Regions from separate parts of the Bombyx mori genome. Here region 1 is linked to region 2. A link is a contact called in public Hi-C data. All regions are on one chromosome and are shown on one strand. Each heading gives the region's core, a stretch centred on a gene start, on an enhancer-like site or on the middle of the called end of the contact. The rest is flanking DNA. Distances are from core to core; before and after follow the strand shown. Region 1 overlaps LOC101738734 (zinc finger protein 704). Region 2 holds the start of LOC101738734 (zinc finger protein 704).

The links. A called contact is a pair of places that touch in the nucleus more often than the background predicts.
Region 1: a Hi-C map of midgut shows a contact between it and region 2, with 4 times the contacts expected there. The contact joins the enhancer-like site here to the promoter of LOC101738734 in region 2. A contact is called at or near these places in 7 of 7 Hi-C or Micro-C datasets (middle silk gland, midgut, posterior silk gland and 2 more).

Annotation. Positions count from the first base shown.
Region 1 is chr15:10,604,199-10,606,898 of ASM3026992v2, reverse strand. It overlaps LOC101738734 (zinc finger protein 704), which reads right to left. Exons shown (of 8, transcript XM_004924650.5): 6 at 2,527-2,685; 7 at 1,754-1,841; 8 at 1-1,579. The coding sequence ends at 1,421. Among protein-coding and RNA genes, the nearest start is that of Tms1, 11 kb to the left of the region's middle. Within about 2 kb of position 1,343, at least 7 of the 8 cell types and tissues checked have open chromatin away from gene starts, as enhancers often do.
Region 2 is chr15:10,557,501-10,560,379 of ASM3026992v2, reverse strand. LOC101738734 (zinc finger protein 704) reads right to left here and starts at 1,427. Exons shown (of 8, transcript XM_004924650.5): 1 at 700-1,427. The coding sequence starts at 1,074.

The DNA.
Region 1 (2,700 bases), core at 94-2,593, 47 kb before region 2:
CTCATTGCCGTCAGTAACTACACTCGTCAAACCAATTTGATATGGAGGCGATTTTTACTAATATTAAATAAAAATCGATTCGTTACTCAGAATATATTACGTTACAAACGTATCGATATTAAAATTTCCTCCCTGTTGAGCTCTTAGCTTTGAACAAACATGCATCCGCCATTGTTCTTATTAAATCATTCGATTTAAACGCTAAGAGAATGTTTTAAAATAAAAACGATAGGATCGTAAAGTCTTATATTTCTGAGAACTAAGGCAAGCAATGCCAGTGATTTAGTGTTGTGATGTTACCTCCGATATCGTATGGAGCTCGAGGCCTGCGACGAGGGCGCTAGTCCTCTGAGTATTGTCTCCTTGTTCTGATACCATCGTCCTTGTATACGACACAGATATGTTTTTTTTTAATCTAAACATATTTTGTAGTCTTTTCGTCGAATCTGAGATAACTTACGAGACTAATAATTCATATATTATGTTTTTTTTTTTTAAATATTACCTAGTAATTCAGTCGATATTGTTAGTGATTTCCTATCACGGTACTGTTCTCGTTCAAGGTACTCGGATAGTACCCGCTCGAGTTCAATATTTTTACGAAACAACATATAAATTTAGGACACTGTGAAAACATGGTTTTGGCGATTTATTTTATAAGATTACATACAGCACATCCAAAAATTTGGACGGAATTACCTACTACCTACATAGCTACGGAAAATAACGATGACAATAAATTGAACTCTAGTATTATTTGAGATTGCAAAACAGTGATTTGAATCTGAAGTTAAATTAAAAATTATCAACAGCCTAAACATTTTTATAATTGTGACTGTTCCAAACTAATATATTTTATAATTTTTATTTAAAATTTCAGTTAATTTGGGGAACGGTTCATCATGTAATACGTATAATGTAGGTAAAAATGATAGTGATGCATCTAATTGGTAGTTGATAAGCAAGTCGCAAAACGATTGTTTCCACATTGTCAAATGTCAGTCTAAGCTTATATTTCTACTCTTAAATCTAATATTGACAGTCTCCAACCGAGAGCAATACACAATAACTTCTTGCAACGCGTATGAAAACTATAAAAGCGAATCTCCTGCGCTACAAAAATAAGTGGGCAATTTTCTATATATGCAGTCGTTACACCAGCAAACGTGGGATCAAAAATATGTCTCCTCAATATTTATTGTTAATACATTAAATTCATATCTGCTTCAAATAAAAAAAAACTAAAACTTTCATTTTATCATATTCACGCCAACACATAGAATTACGACCCGCACAAGTGTTTTTGCAGATTGCACATATGAAATCGAACGACTCTCCCGAGCGAGGCCTACGCGATCACGTAGTGACGTCAGTTGAGTGTTTGTATAGTGGCACGTGTGTACTGCCGTCGACGCACATGCTAGTCACCGAAACGAGTGCAAGCCTTCTTCCACTTGCATTGTGTGCACCAGAGATCGCGTTGATCCATCCCGTACACTTTCCTACACTTCTTATTGTCAGAGCGCGGTCGCCGACCGGGACTACCCGGAGACCCACCCGCTGTCAGTCGCATGTTTTTCTGTAAACGAAAAAACAGTGCTTAGATTTTAAGTAAAACATCAGATATTGTCTGAATTACAATTAGATAGCTGGAATATAATGACATTGAGCCATTGAAATTAAACAACAATTATCTTTTATTTGTATTATGCGGTTTTTTATTGTTGTGTTATTTAAGTAAATCAACGCTTACCGGTGAGTGAGAGTTGGACCAGGAATGCGTTCCGGGAATGCTAATGGGCCTCGCTAGACCGTTTTGCATTGTGGAGAGGAGTCCTTGCCTGTAAATGTCATTTATTCCGGTCAGAAGCTAACAAACAAGCAATGAATAAAAAAGTTGGAGAACAATCAATCTTTAAATGCAGAACAAATCACGATAGCGATAAAGCTTTGTGCGGTGTAATAAAAATCAAACCGATGATAGTTTAATACCTGTTTCGGTAACATCATAGCGCTGCCTTGTTTATTTCTTTCGCGAAACAGTAATGCTTTTCGTTTTGGAAGGTGGGGCAGCCGTTATAATTATATTTTTCGCGTTCAGATAGCAATGTCTATGTGCTATGGTAACAACTTAAAACCAGATGGGCCGTGAGCTCATTCACTCGACTATACAGTAAAAATAAATAGTAGTCTTACTGGTGGTAGGACCTCTTGTGAGTCCGCGCGGTTAGGTACCAGCACCTTGCCTATTTCTGCCGTGAAGCAGTAATGCGTTTCGGTTTGAAGGGCGGGGCAGCCGTTGTAACTATATTGAGACTTTAGAACTTATATCTCAAGGTGGGTGGCGCATTTGCGTTGTAGATGTCTATGGGCTCCAGTAACCACCTAACACCAGGTGGGCTGTGTGAGCTCGTCCACCCATCTAGCAATAAATAAATAAAGTTACTGTGAACCGGGTCACACACGCGGCTACATTACTATGAAATAAATGTTGAGTATGTTATGGACTGGTATAAAGTTAACTACCTAAAGGAACCAACTAGTTGCCTCTGATATTCAGGGTCCTCGTGTGGAGGGCGGCACATGTCTCGGTGGGAGAGGGTGGGTGGCGGCGCCGGAGCCACCACCTCGCGTTCTGTATAGTAGAACTCTTCTTCATGGTCACTATCGCCTTCTTTCTTTGGCCTGTAATAGCACATA
Region 2 (2,879 bases), core at 178-2,677:
GTTTTATTTTGATTGTGAAAATTATTTATCGTTTGATATCCAATTGCTATGATATCGATGTTTTTGGATTATAAGTCGAATTTCACAGTTTAGGTACATAAGGAAGCTTAATACAGCAAGTAAAATGGATGACATGCCAATTATTCAGTGACGGATATTGCTAATTCGAGTTACGGTAAGCGTATAATGTTGTTTGTGGTTAAATTGAATAATCTTGGTAGCTCGGTAACAATGCATCAGATGCATTTAAGATGCGATGCGTCAGAACTACTTTGTCTACGCGTCAGAGGCTGCGTTGTGAGCTCGTTGCACGTGGAGCCGACGAGGTCAATAGCTTAGTGCATACGGCTCCTTTGCACCATTTATATGTTCACACTTGATGTCCATTCAACAGAATTAATAGGTCTTTGATATGTCCATCAAATATATTTTGAGATCATTTAATTTAGAATATGCAGTCACTTAAAACTTAAGATTTATTAATTTGATGCTTTCCCAAAGCAACTTCACGTTTTTTCGAATTTAATGTTAAGATCAGTAAGAAGGTCACTCATCACAAAAATCTCGGTAAACTGTTTAATAAGGGACTTTTTTGAATGATCAATGACTGCTCGCGTCGATGTCTTTTGTAAGGAGATTCGTGGAGAATGAAAAAAAGCATATTCTGGTTAATTCTTATTTACAAACATAGGTACAAACCTCGGCAGCGGGAGCGTGGACCTGGACGCGCAGTTCGTCGCTGTCGTGATCGTGGTGCAAGACGTCGGCCCGTACTTCACGCCCGTTGTACGTTAGAAAAACTCTTTGTCCAGGCTGCAGGCGAACGCCGGTCATACCTCGGAAGCCGGGCCCGATCAACTCGACATCTCGATATTCCCGAATCATTTTCCCCCCTTCAAAGCGCACCGTATAACGAGTGTTCGGCGTCAGGTTAATGCAGTTATTGTTTTCAGGGAAGGAGGACGGCGTCTTCACAGCCTGGATCATGCCCGAATAGTAGAGACCGTCGTCACCCAGAGCGGCGACTCTCGTCCCGATAATGGACCTCTTAGCCAATCGTTTTCCAGTGGACATGTTGCTTTACGTGCTCACTTATAACTACAGTCCTTCGCCAGCGGGTCTGGAGATGTCCGAGGACCCGCTTAATTTTTTACAGAACAAGTTCACTTAAATCTTAGATCGCCCGGCGTACGCGTTTCGCGGGATAACCGTCGAAGAACTTCGGGAAACTAGGTGAATTATGACACGATTCAGTACGATGCACACGGTCCGGCTCCTCAATAGGCCGGGGTTTGTTGCGGCTCTCGCACGGAAACATAATACGAGGGCAGGGTCCTCGAAGTTTAGGACAAAGGAAAATTCTTTCGCGGTACTAAACTTAGCGGCGAGCTCACAGCGAACGACCTCGATAAACGCGGTTCAGATGAGAACTGGCGTGCTTGCGGCGACACCGGCCGGCCGGCGAGAGGGAGCGGCGACCGCCCGTCTCCCTTCTTTGTTTTGATACTCAGCTGTTCGCGTGAAAGAGACGTTAATGTGATTGTTTGGTTGTACGAGAGAGAAGGGTTTTCGGCGGCCCTCGGGTCCTCCGAGTTCGGGCAGGCTTGCTATTTTGAGCGGGCGGGCGGGAGGGCAGAGGGCGGACGCCCACGGGCGACATTGAGGCGCGTCGGCCGGTTCGCACGTGGAGCCGTGGACCGCTAACGGGATTGCACAACGCACCTCTACGACGGACGCCGCGCCGCGCTGGTGCCCGCTACTGCTTCATACGTGACACAGTTTCTATTCGGATTCGGGGTCGATTCAAATGTCAAGCAGATGCATCCACTTATGCAACAATACGTACTTTTACAGCCACGCAATTTATTAGATAATTAGTACTGTTCGTTATTAAAGCTAATTCAATTGTAGCGAACTTGCTTTGTTTCTTTGTTTTCTGTATGTTTGATTCTATATGTTGTAAAGTGCATAAGTCGCATTGTCACAGCTACATAGTAAAATCGAGTTTTTCACAGATACTATTGTATACTACTACAGTTTTTGTTGGGTTTCTTATTATTATATCTATGTATTATGATTTCAGTAATTTTCATTTAATCATATTTAAAAAACACATTATTGTTTTAATTTAAATCTTTGTAACAATCGTACGACCGAAATTATATATTCTAACGCGTATAAAGTACGTATTTCTAACACATCTTTTAACTTTATCTTTTAAATTAGTCTATTATTGTTTATCAAGTTTACGGTCACAGACTGTTTTTGTTTATTTGATCAATGTAAATAACTTTGCGCAATTAGTTTATCTTATTTATTCGTAGACAATGATGTTCTGTTAATTGATTTGCTGAAAAACCCACAACAATTTCTGCTACGCATGATGAGGAATTTTTATAATAATGTGTAGTATAACAGTGACGTAGAATAAAACAATCCAAGATTTCAAAATACAATAATTATCGTAGTAGTCATTCTGTATTCATTATAATTTCTAACACCGTTGGGAAAATTGTAAGAATTTCTAAGAACAAAAAATATTTGTAAATAAACTATTGCAGTTTATCTAGCGAATGCCAAATAGGAATGATTTGCTTAGGCAAGGCTTTTGTTCAAATAAATGTCATACGTGCCTGTAATCGACCTGTCGACATACCTATATTCGGGGTTATTGTATTGATTGGAAGCCGTTTCTCAACTAACGTTACTATGATAGTAGCTATTGATTTGATTGCGCAAACTTCGTATGAAGCCTACATCGCATGCATGCAGTATTTATAATATTAAATTGCCTGTTTGTGCGTACATTCTTAACATAAACCAGACCGTTTTTATGAATAACTCTCCGGCATTTCTTAAAAGAAATTAGTGCAGTGTTT